Regions from separate parts of the Mus musculus genome. Here all the other regions are linked to region 5. Evidence: chromatin contacts called from public Hi-C, HiChIP or PLAC-seq and promoter capture Hi-C data. All regions are on one chromosome and are shown on one strand. The core of a region is the stretch at or near the end of the contact, and the rest is flanking DNA. Distances in the headings are between cores, read along the strand shown. Region 1 holds the start of Map7d1 (MAP7 domain containing 1). Region 2 holds the start of Sh3d21 (SH3 domain containing 21). Region 3 holds the start of Ago1 (argonaute RISC catalytic subunit 1). Region 4 holds the start of Thrap3 (thyroid hormone receptor associated protein 3). Region 5 holds the start of Zc3h12a (zinc finger CCCH type containing 12A).

Region 1 (3,167 bases), core at 104-2,603, 1.1 Mb after region 5:
CCTCCAACACGGGGCCCAACCAGAATTCTGTCCCCACCCCCTCGTCAGCTGCTCCCAGATAGAATGGGGTTTGCAGAAGTCCAGAACACTGGTGGTTGGTGGGGTGAGGGGTGGAAAGGAGAGCTTTGGTGGTCTAGGGCATTGAGACTCTGTGTGTGTGTGTGTGTGTGTGTGTGTGTGTAAAGCATCCAAAAACCCTCAGTCTGAGGGAATGATGTGGCATGTAGGGAGTGCCATCCTTGAGCGGTCACCTCATTCTACAGAGTCCGGCCCAAAGAAGTGACGTGGTGCCGGCAGACCTCTGTCACTCCTGTCCCAAATCAGACTGGGTGGGCTCTGAAGTAGGCCTGGCTTTTGGGAAGGCGGCCCACTCCCCAGCTCCCACCCGCGCCCCAAACAATACCGCCTCCCCCTCCCCCTCGCCTTTATCCGGCGGGTTACTTGGCAGCCACCGCTAAAGACCTCCCCCTCGTCTCCCTCCCCTCCTGGTCGGCCCACAACAGCAACAGGCCCTTTGCGCGGCAGCTGGACGGATGGGGTGGGGGCGAGGTCTGGGCCAGGGCCTGGGCGTGGGGGTACGAGGGCCTAGCTTCGGTATGCATAGTTCCAGACCTGAGAATCTGGTACCCTAACACACATATTAAGACTAAGGTCACACGTGCCCGCGGAGGATGGAGAAGACAGTAGCTCCAGCTCAGTAAAAGAGGATCTTCAGAGTCTGGGGTGGATCTCGAAGGAGAGTGGGGGTGGGGACGAGAGGATAGCACCAGGCTGCGGCAGAAGGGTCACCCCATCGAATCCCTAGCCGGGTTCCCACGGATCCCGATGCCCCGTGCTTCCCGGCGCGGAGGTTGGGGGGAGGAGGCAGCTGTCAGAAGATGCGTCCGTGGCCCGGAGCCTCGGCAGCGGCCACAGCCTTTATTTTTAAACTTCTAAGTGGTCAGAGGGCGCGGGGGGGAGGGGTCCCCGCCCAGCCGCCAGCCTCATCCTCGGCCGCCCTGCGGCTACTCGGTCCCCCTCCGGGCTCGCTCTTGTGTGGCTCCCGGCTTACCTGCGGGTGCGCCCGGGCCGGGCTCCACACGCGGGCCACTCTCCATGGCTGCGGCGTCACTGGAGGTTTTGGGGGAGGGTCTCAGCCGCGACGGCGGCGACGGCCGGAGGCCAGGACCAGGGTCCCGCGGCGCATCCCGCCCGGCCCGCCCAGCGGGCAAAGACCCAGAGGCGGCGGCGTTCCGAGTGGGAGAGGTAGAGGCCGGTGGCTAACGAAGCTCTGAGTAGCCAGCTACCCGAGGTCGGTCCTCCGCGACCGCGATTCTGCTCCTTTGCCCCGCGCCGGCCCAGTCCTGGTCGCGGCCCAACCCTATTGTACCGCCCGGGCTGGGCCTGGCCTCTCCGAATGTACCAAGTGCGCGGGGGATGACCGCCCCCGCAGTGATGGAGTACGGAGCCACCACGGGCACAACCAGAGGGCTCCGACACCGCCCTGCGATGCAGCTCCCGGAACTTCACGATGCTCCTTCTGTGGTCGCCGCAGGGCGGACGCCGAGCTGGGGGCACGCTGCTGGCCACACTGACTCCCCCTGCGGCCGCGCGTTGGTACGTGCCGCGCGCCTGAAGACTATGTAGGGAGCTCTCGGGTGACTCACCGGCCGCTGGGACTAGGGGAGTGGGGTGCTGGGTTAGGATCCCCTATTCTCTCTCTGGATGCTGGAGGCTCTAGCGTGCAGTCTAAATTCTCTCCCAAGCCTGCCTCAGACAAAAATCTTTATTGGGGGGGGGGCGTTGCAACGCCTGAAGAACGGTCTCATGGAGACTCCTAAAAGGGCTATCCTTTCTCTTTTCTGGTGATGGCTGCGAAGGCGCTTTTCCTCTTGCACCCTAGGGTTGGTGTCTTCTCTGTTTCTCTGGGAGTAATTACAACCCTGTAAGGCGCTTTACTCAGGTCTCTAATCTGCTGGGGCCCTCCCTGATCCAAACTGGGTGGTCCTAGCCTAGAGCCTCCCCTACCTTCATCAGAAGACCCCCATCCCCCGCCCCCACATCTCTCCAGAAGGATTTTTCTTTCCTACGGCTCGTCGCGATAAAGAGTAGTAAGCCTCACTTCACCCTCCTCCCCGAAAATACTCGGGGCTCTGGAGTGGGCTCTCCTATCTCCTGTTTCAATGCCCGCCCGCTGAGGTGAGGGCTTCGAGCCAAGTCGGGCTTGGCTTCGGACAGGGTGCAGGGAGCTTGCTGGGAAGGTGGATCGATAGTAGAGGTACTGGTGCAGAGAGGACCAGACTGGAGGGAGGAAGGAGGGGCCGCTGGGCTCTGCCTATCCTAGCCCTGCTCTTTGTCCTGACCTGGAGGTCATTTCTCTAGTTGTCCACAGATTAGGGCCAGGGAGGCACTGTCTCCCTGTCTCTCCTTCCCCTTCCTAACCACTGGACCCTCCTTCCTTAGAGCACCTCCACAGAACAGTCATTCCAAGGGAGAGGGCAGGGAGTACGATTCAGGGAAAGGGAGAAGTTTCAGGCAACCTAGCAGCAGTTTCTATCCCAGTAGTAAGTAACTGGCGCTTTGAACCCTGGGGGGAGGGGGGAGGGAAGATTCGCCCGAGGTGGAGGCTGAGTGACTTTAGAAAAGGATGGTGCTAAAGGCCAGCAACGAGAGTGACACGTCTCCTGAAACTCTAAAGTTGATAAACAGCAGTAGTGATGTGGGGGTGCAGTGCAGCCCACAGTGGCTGCCTAGCGTGCACTAAGCCCTGGGCTCGGATTTCCAGCACTACATCAAGCAGGCGTGATGGCACAGGCGTGATGGCACAGGCCGGCAATCTCGGCACTTGGAAGGTGGAGGCTGGAGGATCAGACTTTCAAGACAGGCTTCAGGGGGAAAAACAGCTTGGTGGGTAAAGGTGCTTTCAGCCAAACCTGATGATCTGAGTTGGATTCCTGGGACCCACATGGTAGAAGAGAACGAATTTCTGCAAGTTGCTCTCTGATCTCTGCACTCCTATGTAGAATTAAGAATGTACTTCATCCCGGGAGGCAGGTTTCTGAGTTCAAGGCTAATCTGGTCTGCGGATTGAGTTCCAAGACAGCCAGGGCTACACAGAGAAACCAACACACAAACACACACACACACACACACACACACACATAAATAAATAAATAAATAAACAAACA
Region 2 (2,960 bases), core at 103-2,602, 1.0 Mb after region 5:
TGGGGTAATTGGCGGTATGTCTGTATTTCCAAGGCCTGCAGAAGAAGAATCGATGGTGTTAGGGAGGTGCTAATTTAGCTAGGTCAAGGGAGGGGGCCAAAGGGGTCACGAGGTCAGGAGGGTCACTGGGAAGATCGCTGAAGATTGCTGAGTCTGGTCCCAGGGGATCACAGGGTCACGGTCTCACTTGGGGGCCCACTGTCCAGCAATTCCACAAAGTTGGATGGGAAGGCTCCCAACTGCCCGTTCTTCTCTCCCAGCCACCAGCCGTCCTCAATCTGGGGAAGGGGAAGGATGCGGGAGCATCTGGTTCTGTCCAAGAGTAACTGAGGTGTCCATCCTTGGTTCTACCCAAGGACTACATCCTCCCCAGCTGCCTCCCTTCCCATCGCCCCCACCCTTACTTCACTTTCTTCTGTGTGAATAGCTGCAGCATCTCCCCAAGTGCCCCCAGGACCCCTCACCTCCTTTATCACTTCCAAAATCTCCCCAGTTTGAAGCGTCAGCTCGTCTGCCTGCTCTGGGCTGTAGTTGAAGTTCACTCTGCACCATCTTTGGGGGTCCCGAGAGTTGATGGGGTGACCTAGGCCAGACAAGCAGGGAAGCAGCTCTGAGCAGGGAGCCCCGTCTGCAGCACTGGGGAAGAGTTGGACCCCAGAACTCCCTTTAGTAGCTTCAGGCCCCGCCCTCGAGCGGAGCATTGTACTTCAAGCCAATCAGGGGGCTGCAAAATAGCCGCGGGTGCCCCACCCACAGCCGTCATGTTCCACGCGGGCAGTGAGGCCCCACCCGCCGGCCCAGCGCCCGACTCACGGCGACTACGGCGCGGAAAGCGCGGTCTGGACTCGGTGACGCCCCGCAGGGCCTCCGGAATCTCCTGGGAAAATCACATAGGGGCGGCACTAGGCACAAGGCCCGAGGCTGAGGCCAGGGCCGCTCCTGCTCCCCCGCGCAGCCATACCCGTACCAGGCCTCACCTGCACCAGGCGCTTGGGGAAGCGACCGCGGCGGCCCCGCAACTCCCCAAGCAGCCAGCCCCGAGCGGGCCCCGCGCACACCTGCCGGATCACGTCCCCCGGAGCCAGACTCAGCTCGTCCTCCGTCTGCGCTCGGTATCTGGCCAGGACCAGGACCTCTACGGGCGGAAGCGAGCTAAGAAAGGCTGTGGGGACGTCCGTGGACTTTGCCCTTCGGAAAGTGTTTAGAAGAACCCACCCCGAACCCCCACACACATACCCATGACTTCTGGGGCTCCCTGCGCAGCCTGACCGTCAGGCTGGGCATTGGGTGCTCGGAGGGCGGGCGAAGCCGCCAGGCGGTAGACTGGATGTGGATGAGGCGGAGACTCGAGTCATAGGTCAGGATCCAGGTAGTAGGAGTGGGCGGCCTGGCTCAGCAGGTTGGGCCCCAATTCTTGAAGGAGGAGTCCAGGGTCTCAGCCCAGGGCTGGGGTAACAGCTTCCCCAAGAGCTCTACTTTAGCCAAGTCTCCCAACCTAGGCCAGACTCTATGTCTTTTATAACATTTCCTGGCCCACCCTCTTCTGGCTTGCAAGTTCTTAGCTGCAGGGGAAGGTGGAAGAGGTACATACCAGGGTGGGGCCATTCCTGGGAAAGTGGCCCCAGATAGAGATACTAGCTCCTGTCTCTGAAAAGCTATGGCGGGTATATTCCAAACTTCAACCCCCCCTGAAGCTTCGACTCACTTGGGGGCCTAGTTGGATTTCTGATAACTACTGCAGATTCTCCTTGGGGAAAGGCAGCAAGAATCAACTTTTAATAAGGGCTGGCAAGAGTCTGAAGGTTAGGGTCCACCCAGTTTACCAGTTGGGCTAGGCTCACCTCTTCCTTGTGGGTTAACATATAAAGGCCGAGCCAGCTCACTGCAGCCTTGACCCCTGCCCCAGCACCAAGGAAGCCAAAGTCCTGACTTCTGGCATGGTAGCTAGGTTTGGTTCTTGGAGGAGTCAAAAACACAGAATGCACAGCCTCCACTGAGAACAAGAAGTCCTTCTTCCCAGAGACGAAAACTATGGTATATTCTATGGGACCTATTAACCCAGGGTCACTCACACAAGCAACAAACACAGTCCGTTTACATCTGCCACTTCATTTATTGTTTTTATTTGCAGGAGGAGTTGAAACAAAAATTTAAGGGTGTTTTTTTGTTCTCCCCTAAACATGAATCATTCAAGTAAAACCAACATAACTATTGAAATTAGCAAAGTAAAGGGAAGTATGCACAACAACCCAAGAGCGAAGGCTGGGGAGGGAGGAGGGTGCAGTCGGCGTCCAACAGATGCGCGCAGGCAGCGGTTCACCTGCTGGGGACCGCTGCCCCGGAAGGCAAGCACAAGGACCCTTTAATGAGGATGCCCCCCAACATCTGAAAATGTTTCAACCCAAAACGTAAGGTTAAAGAGAAAAAAAAAAGGAAAAACCCAAAAACACACAACCCCACAGACCACCCAGCCATAACCACCATCCTTAATCATAGGCGTTTCTTTTCATTTTATAAAAAGATTAATAAAAAATATTGAAAAAATTATTTTCTCATCTTGTATTTGTAAAGATAATAGAATTCAGAAGTTTCTTAGAAAACCGTCCAGAAACTGCCCTCCAGTTTCCACTCCTCTTGCTGAAGACCAGCAGGACTACAAAGGTTGGGACACTGGAGCTGCTGGTGGAGAATGGGAAGCCCAGCCCAGGAGAAATGAGACAGAGCAGGGTGCATGGGGAGGCTGGGAGCAACTCCACGGGATACATGGCTGTGTAGAAAGGGGAACACGAGGTGGTCAGAAAGGCCTTAAACTCCTCCTCAACATACAAAACCGGTTTGTACAAGATCCAAGCAGTTTGGTCCCAAACTGAGGTGAACACTTCAATTTTTATTCACATGCTTTGTTTTCTCTTAAGAGTCAAAGTTGCCCAAATTAAAATCTTTACACTAATATTACTATA
Region 3 (3,235 bases), core at 466-2,965, 1.3 Mb after region 5:
AGTCCCCGGGTTTGTTGGTAGTAGTTTCCAACCTAGAAAATAAGGATTTACACTCTACCTAACAAGGCTATCTGTGTTTGGGAAAATACAATCAGTACACATTACAGATCAGTTCCTCCTTGTGTGTGTGTGTGTGTGTATCCTCTAAATAGGAAAAGTAAGTTAGAGCTATTATCAGGTCAATGCTGCCCCACCCCCAACATCTTGCTTCTTTTTTCTTCTCTCTCTCCCTCTTCTCTCCCCTCTTTGGTTTTCTTTTTGTTGTTGTTGTTTTTGTTTGTTTGTTTGTTTGTTTTTTGGAGACACTGTCCTGGGACTCGCTCTGTAGACAAGGCTGACCTTGAATTCATTCATCTGCCTGCCTCTGCCTCCCCAGCGCTGGGATTAAAGGCGTGCGCCACCAGTGTGTCTGCCTAACAACTTGTTTCTATCAGGCAGACAAGCTTGGCAGCTTTGAGTCTAATGACATGCTCCTGACGTGGGAAAAGATCCACTAGGAAACAGGAGGCACAGGTATATAGAGAGATTATATTGTGATATAGAGTCAATTCATGGAAAAGGAGGGCACTATCTTCAGATTAAAAGCTCCCATCTCTTCTCAGGAGTGGTCTAGAAACTTGAAAAACATGTGGGCCTAGTTTCTCAGTGACCAACACTTTCCTAAGGCCTATCTTCTGAGAGAAGTAGCTCATAAAGCAAGGCTTTGGTCCCCGTCCATCCTCATGCAGCAGAAAATGCACTCTGGCAGTTGACCTCGACCCTTTCTTTGACAAACTGCTACTCCGGGGTTTAAGGACCAAGTGTCAGAGACCGCCCCCCACCCTTCCCCCAAGACAGAAGGCAATTCCCATTTGTACTACGCAAACAGAATCTGCGAGACTGCACACTCCTCCTAAACCCAGGGGCACAGGAGGGATACTCCAACAGCCACGCCCCCACCACATAGGGCAGCCCTTCAGGCTGGTACCTCCGCGCATGCTCCCGCGCCACCACTCAAGTCCCCAATCTAAGGGGGGAAATCCCTGGTCTAAATCCCCACCCACCGCCCCCTGACCCTCACCCCCGCTTCAGGCCCAGCTGGGCGGAGCTCAGAGGCCAGCCCCGGCGCCTACTCCCCAGAGACATTAGCTTAGCCCAGCCCAGCACGGCCGAGCCCCCGCCCCCCGACAGGCGGTAGTTCCAGGCCCATCTGTGTCGCCCCCCTCCTCTCCAGGACACCTGGAGCCCGCCCCCCTGCCACCTGCCGGGCCTCCCCATAGGCCTCCCCAGACCTCACGGAAGGACACCGTGCATTCAGGCCCTTCTCCCAGGTTACTTCTCACCCTCGGGACAGTATACTGCTTCCTAGGACAAACAGCCCGGGTCTCAGATCTTCACATGGTTCTCAGCCGGAACTGCATACAACCCCCTTCAAAATGGGCCCCCCATCCCCTGAGAGCCCCTCTCCTCACTCTGCAACCATGCTCTATGCCGCGAGAGCCTATAGGGCTTTGGAATACACACTGCTCCCAGTCCCCGAGGGCCCTTACCTGCTCCCGAGGGTCCCGCTTCCATCCCATATACCCGTGCGGAGGACAGGCGGCCGGGAGACTGAGGAGTCCAGCGTGAGGGGCCTAGGTACCTCGCACTTGCACTGCTCGGGCTCCCGGGCCGGGCTCGGCTCCCCCCCGAAGCCCGGCCGCTCGCGCTGTCGCCCCCGCAGCCTCCGTTGCCGCCGCCGCGGAGCCTGCAGCAGCTCCCCCTGCTAGCGCCCGAGTAGCTGCCAGTGCGCAGGCGCGACCGATGGGCCCATGGGGCGGACGGGAACGAGTCAAGCGGGGCGCTCGACGGCAACAAAGGCCAATGGAGAGGGGCGGGGGCGCGGGGACCGTGCAGCGGCCTCTGGCGGCCACTCGTAGCCGTGCAGCCTGGCGGGAGGGCTCCAGTGGCGGAGCCGCGCAGTGGCGTAAGAGGGGAGGGGCTGGGCGACACCCCTTCCCCGGCTGCAGCCTGGGGCCCTGTCTTTTCCCTAAACAGATCTCTGGAAACCTATCCACAGCCCCGCTATCAACACAGAGCCTGGCTCCCACCCATTCCCCGACCCTCTCCCCCTCCAACACCCAATCACTCAAAGGCCCTGCCTCCCACCTCTCCCAATCACCCTCACCCTTAAGTCTTGACTGCCTCTGCTAAGTCAGTCTTTCTGTGTCCCTAGTCGCTGATCTCATTAATGCCACCCACCCTTCCAGGCTGCGTGCCTGGCGCTGAGACCACAAATGTGTTAGAAACCTTGCCTATTCTGGCCGGTGTAACAGTTTTGACACTGACAGAGCTCTCTATCTGCAGGAAGCACCTGCCTCCACTTTTTCGTCTGCAGAACGTTTGCTCCTACCAAATCTCTTAATGACGTTTTGTGTCAAACCCCAAAGGCTAATTTCCTATTATTTCCCTGCAGCATCTGAAACTATATCTCTTCTTAAAAATTAAAAAAAAAAAAGACTTTCCTTGGCTTTCACATTTTCTTAAGTCTCCTAATGTCTGTCCTGAAGAGCTTTCTTCAGTGGCTCCTCTTGTTTTGTTCACTGTAGTGACCTGAATTTTATATTCTACTCTCCCCTTGCCTCTTCACAGCTTCATCCACTTTTAATGCCCAAATATCTATACGTTACCATGTTGCAGCTTCATATTTCCTACTGTCTGCTGGACAGCTCCAGCTGGATCTAACAATTCAAACTTAAGTCCAAACCTAACCCTTTCTTTTTCCCCTACAAAATACATATATTTGTCCTGTCTCAGTGAACTGCATCTCCATGCCAAAAATATCAGCTCCTGTCTCCCTTGTCTATTTGCTATATTCAACTGTGTCTTGACATGCTTACCTTATGAAGTGCTCTCAAAGCATTCCCTGTCATTCTCATAGTCTCTAGTGTGGGTACCCTTTTCTTACCTTGCCAGAAGCACCACAGCTAATTCCTTGATCGTCTCACATAACCTTCTCATTTGGTCTGCTGCACTGATGGGGTAATTACAGAGAGACCCAGCTCAAACGTAACTTACACACACACACACACACACACACACACACAAACGCACGCACACACACACACACACACACATTTTTTTGAGACAGGGTCTCACTATGTGCTCTTGGCTGGCCTGAGACTTGTTATATAGATCAGGTTAGCCTTCAAATCACAGTATTCAGTTTCTTCTGCCTCCCAGGTGCTGGAATGAAAGCTGGCCACCACCACTCCCA
Region 4 (3,118 bases), core at 452-2,951, 1.1 Mb after region 5:
TTCAAAAAACAAAACAACACACACAAAAACAAGTTGGGTGTAGGGGCAAAAGCCGCTCTAAGGTAGAGGTAGGAGGCTCAAGAGTTCAAGGCCAGTATCAGCTACATACAGAGTTCAGAGGCCAGCCTGGACCTTGTCTTAGGCAAAACAAAAATTAAAAAAAAAAAAAAAAAAAAAAGCAATCATGCCAAAATAGCTGCATTTGCGCAGGGGCCATTGCTAATCTTCTCTGTATCGTTCCAATTTTAGTATGTGTGCTGCCAAAGCAAGCTCGCTGCATTACTTTTTGATTCACTAAGTACTAATATTAATTCAAGATACACATCTGCAAATTAACTAAAAACTACAAAGACCAACTTTTCTCCACAAGTTTCAAGGCACCAGCCGTCTTTAACATTTATACAGAATAATATATACACCTAAGCTGTCTAAATAATAGGATTGACTACACACGGACAGTATTTCCACAAACAAAACTAGGAAAGATCTGAAAAAAGACAGTTGGATACATGCCTTTCGACTTAGGACCCACAATCGAAAACTCCCATACCCGGTAACAAGGGGTTAACCGTCAGTGAATTTCGTTGAATATTTACACTAAAGGTAGCCAGGGTTGTGCACTGCCATTTTAGAAAAAGAAAAAAAAAAACAAAAAAACTTAAGTACGTTAAAGTAAAAACTGAAATTTAAACGCAAAAGCTGATAAAGCCGTCTTTCTTGGCTCTGTCCTATAACGTCCTTGCCATATTGTTTCTATCCAATTAGCAAGCTCCTCGTTAACATAGGACTCTCACCGATGGCTTCCAACTTCTGGGCCACCAATGTTGCCGCCAACTACCGCCGCCACGCTCCACCCATTAAGAATCACAAGAGCAAAGAAAATAAGAGAAAAGTTGTTTAAGTGTGGGACACAACTGCTTCTCACCAGCAGGGCACACGCCAATCACCGAAGGAACGCAAGTCGGCCTCACTTGCAACCAAAGGAAGAAAGTGGGAACTATTTTTCCGATAGGAAATAAACTTGGAATAGGCCTCTTTTGGCCAAGAGAGGAAGAAAACAAAACAAAAGAACAAACAAGTTTAAAAAAAAAACAAACACAGAAGAAGTACTAACATTTAGTGTGCTAGCAGCCACATGGGCCCTAGAAGACAGAACCAGGCCAATGGAGACTGGTGGGGGAAGGGCGTGCAAGAGTTCCCGGAAAAAAAAAATTCAAATAACGAGGTTCGTAAAACAGGATTTGGGGGGCGGGGGGGAGATGGAGTTGGTGGAAGCCGTCGTTCCCGCACAGTGCACAGAAGTGTGCAAGCTGTTTCAGAGAGAAGGCGGCCGGAGCCCGGAGAACTAGGCCGGAGCGGAGGGAAGCGGAGAAGGGCGGGGAGGGGGAGGAGCCGATGGAGCAGGGCCCGCTCGGAGCAGGCCCGGGCCGAGCGTGGAGGAAGCCGCCGCACGCTAGGCCTAACCCTCGCCGGGGCCCAGCCGGCGCCCAGAAAAGAGGAAAACCCCAACACACAGAGATTAGCTGAGCTGTCCTCACTCCCATCAACTGCGTCCACTCACCTTGACCGGCCGGAGCGACTACAGCTGCAATCTCGCAACGGCACAACCGGCCCGAAGCTCGCCCCCGCCCGCTAGCGCGCCCCGCGTCCCCGCTCTCCGACGACGGCGGCTACCGCCTCGCTCCGCTACCTCCTGGGAAATGTAGTCCTAGGTTTCTCTCTCCTGACTCACCGGACGTCCTCTCGAACTCTATTTCCCACAAGGCAGAGCGAGCGTTGGGCCCGCCGCTTTGCGTCACGCGCCCGAAGATCGGCGGTCACGTGGGCGACTGCGTTGCGCCTCCGTTCCCCCCTCCCCCCGCTCCCGCCTGGGTGGCCTGAGGAAGAGGGAGGGAGGTGGACGGAAGGGGCCCGGGCGTTGCTGACGCCACTGCCCCCACCATTTTGGAGAGGCCTCTCCGGGGGACTGAGGGAGGGCCCGAGCCCCACCCACTCGTCTTCTGCTTACGTCCCCGGAAAGTCTCTAGTTTGGTGGCCATCAGGCCTCTTGGCATTCGTTCTGTGCCTTACCCTTCCCCTGCTTTCTGACCTTGAACAGATCGTTGTATAAAGTGAGGCTCATAATTTGTACCTCACAGAGTTGTTGGGAGGTCCCCGACAAAGGAAGGCACTTGATCACCCGGAACCCAGAAAACGCAACGCAAAATGGAGAAGAGTTGTTTTGATAGTGTGATCTCAGGGGACCCAGAAGTCCGTTGGATCTCGGTCTCTCCTACAGCCACCTCCTGTCCCATTTAATGGCAATAAGAGCCCAAAGAGGTTTTTAGTTTGGGGATTTTTTTCATGGGGAGCGGGGATTCTAGACAGGGTTCTCGGTATACTGAAATACTCTAGGTAGAGCAGGCTGGCCTCAAACTTGGCCCAGAGAAGTTTTTTAAGAACATGGGCCCAGGAAGTATATTAGTACCTGTGGAACCACAAATGTCCTGGAAAGTGAAACCCTGGGATTTGTGTTTTCTCCTTGGTTTTTGTTTTTTGTTTTTTTTTGTTTTTTGTTAACTTTAATTTTTAGAACAGAATCTCCCGTTGTATGCCAAGCTGTCCTGGAAATCACCGGGTAGCACAGGCCGTCCCCTAAACTCAAGGCAGCCTTTTCGTCTCAGCCTCATTCATGACTGCTGAGCTTACAGATGTTAAGTCACTACGAGGCTGTTTCTCACATGGTCACTAAGGTTTTTTAGAGCAGTTTGGTTTTCTCTGCACTTGCTTGCCTTAGTGAATCCTGCACATGTAAGCGTTCAAACGTCACCTTTTCTGTCATGCATTTACGAGCTACTGTACTGCTGTAGCTATTGAAACTGTTCCTGTTCAGATGGAAGGAAGGGTATCCAGGGATTCGGAAGGCCCAGGAACCGCTACGCTCTGAGAGGAAGCCTCTTCAGCAGAGGCATTGCAGCTCGGGAGCCTCAGCCCTGATCTTTCTTCTCTTCTTCTCTTCATGGCTTCTTTTCTTCTTAGCTTCTTCCAATGAGAAAGCCATACCAGGCAGCAAATCTCATAAAGCAGATTTATTGGGAGGGTTTGGGGTACAGAACAAAGACTCGAAGAGTAGTGGCTG
Region 5 (2,874 bases), core at 150-2,649:
CCTTCTGGCACATGGTGGGATCTCACAGACAGCTTTTGTGTTCCTTCACCAGTCCAAGAGAAAAGCCAAGCCCCCTTCCCAAAGGAAGAGCTACAGACACTATTCCACAGGTCTCCACACATACCTCATGGCCACATTGCTTCCGTCGATGACCACAGGTCTCAGGTCGCTGCCCTCTCTGTCCTCCTCTGGGAGTGAGGGTTCTAGAGTGGAAGGCTTGGGGGTGCTTCCACCCCGGGGCACCAGAGGGGGCTGGGGGCTGGGGGCCGTCAGGGCCTGGCATTCTCGTTCAGTAGCTGAGCCATGCTTCACCAATTCCCCTAGCACCGTGTTGGTGTCTGCTTGGACTCCCAGCTTCTGCAGGACACTGTGGATCTCAGAGGACGAGTACCCCAGTTTACGGAAAAAGTCCACCTTCATCTGCAGCTCGGAAGTAGGGGCCTCTTTAGCCACAGGATCCTGGTCTGGCTGAGGTCGACCCTGGCTGCTGTGTCTGTCCTCAAGACTCCACAGACTCATGGTGGGGTTGGATTCTTGGACAGGCTTCGTTCCACAAGGGTCACTCATATTTCACATTCTTGGAATGTGTCCATCACAGCTCCTATTGACCAGACCACAGGGTTAAGGGCAAGCAATGCCCAATATAGGTCTCTTTCAGACTCTCTTCCACAGAATGGGGCAACACGAACTGAGAAGACGCTATTCAAAGCCATTCTCACGTGTCAGCCCACGCTGTGCTCTCAAAGAGCTCTCAGCATTAGTTATTTTTACAAGAGGGAGACCGAGGCACAGGCAGTAAGCGTTTACTCAAGATCATCAACTCAAAGTTTGTGATACAAACATTTGAACTTGGTCTGACTCCACCCCCAAACCCCGTTCTGTTCCATGCCAACCCAAGGGACCCAAGAGGCAGGGGCGGGGCTCTCAGAAGGAAACTGGGGCTGGAAGTGCGCAGGGGACCCAGGGGCTTCCCCATTGTGGCCACCGCCTTCGTCTCCGAGTCTCATACTTCGGCTCAGGGACAGAGTTCTATTCTGGGAAGGACAAGTTTCCGGGGTGACCCACGGAGAGAAAAGTTGCTGGGCGACTCTGGTTGGCTACCGGGCCCGGTGACGCGAGGAGGTCCTGGCTAGAGCCCGGAGAACGCCGGGTGCCCCAAGACACCCCGTTCCACGCACCAGGGTGAACTCAGCGGGGTCCCAGCGATGGAGACACTGCCCGCGCGCGACCCTCCCGGAGTCAGACCCAACGCAGCGCAGCACCCGTTCCACCCGGTAGCACTCACCCCGCTGAGCGCCGGACGTCGTCTGTAAGGTGTCCATGGAGCCGAGTCTCGGGCTCTGACGGCACCTTCGTAGCCGCGACAGGCGGGCAGGTGCTTTAAGGGCAATGACGCGGAAGCCGGGCAGGGCCGCCGCCCCTTCCTGCTCCGCCTCCCTCCTGCCCCGCCCCACGGTAGGTCGGAGCCGGCTCCGCCCCGTTTCTGAACAAGTCCCGCCCCAGCATCTCTAGCCACGCCCCTGGCCACACGAAGTCTGGGCGGCTCCAGGCTTGTACCACCCGACTGCTTAACGCCGGCTCTGCAGAAGCAGGTTCCGTGCACCATGCAAAACCGGAATAGAACGGCCTCGCAGGTTCACTTCAACAACTTGACACGTCCACCGGCTTGGTCCAGGTTTCTAGTTGCACAAGTTGAGGCCACAGCCGGCAGAGATCCGGCCACTCCAGTTCAGTCACATAGGTTGTGAACTGAAGCCTGTTCAGCGATAGAGTCACACTCAGGACCAGGGACACTTTTCTTGAAGTAAATACCTTCCCAAGACAGGAGGGCTCCACCACCACAAGTTGCATAGTGGTGGAGGAAATGCCAGGAAAAGGAGGGACATTGACACCAATCGCCATGGGAGAGTCCGTGAAGAATGCTATCAAGCAGACTGCAAAAACTCATCTTGTCCCTTATCCTCAAGAGGTCAAGATCCCTCAGTCGAGCACAGCCCTGTACATTATCATCCTGGGGCTTAGATATTGGACAGATCCTTGTGCTCAGGGACCTTCTGTTTTCTTTGGCTTTTGTTGTTCTTTCTGACACAAGGTCAAGCTATGTAACCCATGCCGGCCTCAAACAGCCCAGTGGCCCCATCCATCAGGATCCTGTGTGCTGAGGTTATAGGTGTGAGTTATCATGCTTGCTCCATTTACCTCTGAGAAATGCAGGAAAAAGCTGAAGGGCCTCAGCCATGTAGATCAAGATAGGAGGTCCCAGCTGGGTGTGGTGGCGCACACCTTTAATCCCAGCACTTGGGAGGCAGAGGCAGGAGGATTTCTGAGTTCAAGGCCAGTCTGGTCTACAGAGTGAGTTCCAGGACAGCCAGGGCTACACAGAGAAACCCTGTCTTGGAAAAAAAAAATAGGAGCTCCCACTCTGTAGCACCAGGGACCACTATGAGCATTCTGGGGGACACTAGTGACTCAGGGCAGAGGGAAGGGAGCCTGGCTGTCAGTGTGCCTGCATGCATGCACGAATGCATGTGTGTGTGCTAGAGAAGAGAGAGGTGCCCAGGAGAGGGAGAAAGGGAACCCAGGACCTGCACACAGGAAGACAAAGTCTATTATGTCACCAGCATGCTTGCATATAGGGAAACTGAGGCTCAGGAAGCCAAAACACTCAAAAGTAAGAATTAATTACTGTGTGTCAATACTTCAGTCATATCTCACCTGTCTAAGCAAATGCAGTTGTCTTCTAAGGACATTGGCTGTTTTAATAAAATGGTTTTATAGTAAAAGATACCACCAACATAGCTACATACATTCAGTCTAAAAAGAGATAACAATAATTTTTATTGACTTTATTTAGTTTTTAATTACCGTATTGAT

Evidence for each region. Promoter capture Hi-C pulls out the DNA fragments that hold promoters and counts their contacts. A called contact is a pair of places that touch in the nucleus more often than the background predicts. HiChIP or PLAC-seq counts read pairs in DNA pulled down with a chosen protein or histone mark.
Region 1: a contact with region 5 is called in an H3K27ac HiChIP or PLAC-seq map of bone marrow-derived dendritic cells, with 5 times the contacts expected there. The contact joins the promoter of Map7d1 here to the promoter of Zc3h12a in region 5. A contact is called at or near these places in 8 of 39 promoter capture datasets (the 3T3-L1 cell line, 3T3-L1-derived adipocytes, cranial neural crest and 5 more), 1 of 15 datasets of contacts at CTCF or cohesin (large pre-B cells), 10 of 484 Hi-C or Micro-C datasets (B cells, the Ba/F3 cell line, the N1E-115 cell line and 6 more), 5 of 115 datasets of contacts at active chromatin or transcription factors (the NIH/3T3 cell line, bone marrow-derived dendritic cells, large pre-B cells and 2 more) and 1 of 9 other capture datasets (adipose tissue).
Region 2: a contact with region 5 is called in a promoter capture Hi-C map of embryonic stem cells, with 4 times the contacts expected there. The contact joins the promoter of Sh3d21 here to the promoter of Zc3h12a in region 5. A contact is called at or near these places in 3 of 39 promoter capture datasets (embryonic stem cells, hippocampal neurons and liver), 1 of 484 Hi-C or Micro-C datasets (the G1E-ER4 cell line), 2 of 115 datasets of contacts at active chromatin or transcription factors (large pre-B cells and pancreatic cancer cells) and 2 of 9 other capture datasets (embryonic stem cells and liver).
Region 3: a Hi-C map of CD4 T cells shows a contact between it and region 5, with 5 times the contacts expected there. The contact joins the promoter of Ago1 here to the promoter of Zc3h12a in region 5.
Region 4: an H3K27ac HiChIP or PLAC-seq map of bone marrow-derived dendritic cells shows a contact between it and region 5, with 6 times the contacts expected there. The contact joins the promoter of Thrap3 here to the promoter of Zc3h12a in region 5. A contact is called at or near these places in 2 of 39 promoter capture datasets (hippocampal neurons and pre-B cells), 3 of 484 Hi-C or Micro-C datasets (B cells and CD4 T cells) and 8 of 115 datasets of contacts at active chromatin or transcription factors (the 230-238 cell line, bone marrow-derived dendritic cells, double positive thymocytes and 5 more).

What each region holds. Positions count from the first base shown.
Region 1 is chr4:126,254,966-126,258,132 of GRCm38.p6, forward strand. It overlaps Map7d1 (MAP7 domain containing 1), which reads right to left and starts at 1,354. Exons shown (of 18, transcript NM_001347198.1): 1 at 1,052-1,354. The coding sequence starts at 1,097.
Region 2 is chr4:126,161,989-126,164,948 of GRCm38.p6, forward strand. Sh3d21 (SH3 domain containing 21) reads right to left here and starts at 1,353. Exons shown (of 16, transcript NM_001162533.1): 1 at 1,237-1,353; 2 at 978-1,135; 3 at 814-877; 4 at 465-583; 5 at 188-278; 6 at 1-35. The coding sequence starts at 1,240. Thrap3 (thyroid hormone receptor associated protein 3) reads right to left here. Exons shown (of 12, transcript NM_001356455.1): 12 at 2,094-2,960.
Region 3 is chr4:126,466,868-126,470,102 of GRCm38.p6, forward strand. Ago1 (argonaute RISC catalytic subunit 1) reads right to left here and starts at 1,716. Exons shown (of 19, transcript NM_153403.3): 1 at 1,530-1,716. The coding sequence starts at 1,554.
Region 4 is chr4:126,201,009-126,204,126 of GRCm38.p6, forward strand. Thrap3 (thyroid hormone receptor associated protein 3) reads right to left here and starts at 1,702. Exons shown (of 12, transcript NM_001356455.1): 1 at 1,562-1,702. Gm25323 (a small nuclear RNA gene) reads right to left here and starts at 269; the gene lies at 167-269.
Region 5 is chr4:125,126,482-125,129,355 of GRCm38.p6, forward strand. Zc3h12a (zinc finger CCCH type containing 12A) reads right to left here and starts at 1,400. Exons shown (of 6, transcript NM_153159.2): 1 at 1,286-1,400; 2 at 125-601. The coding sequence starts at 567.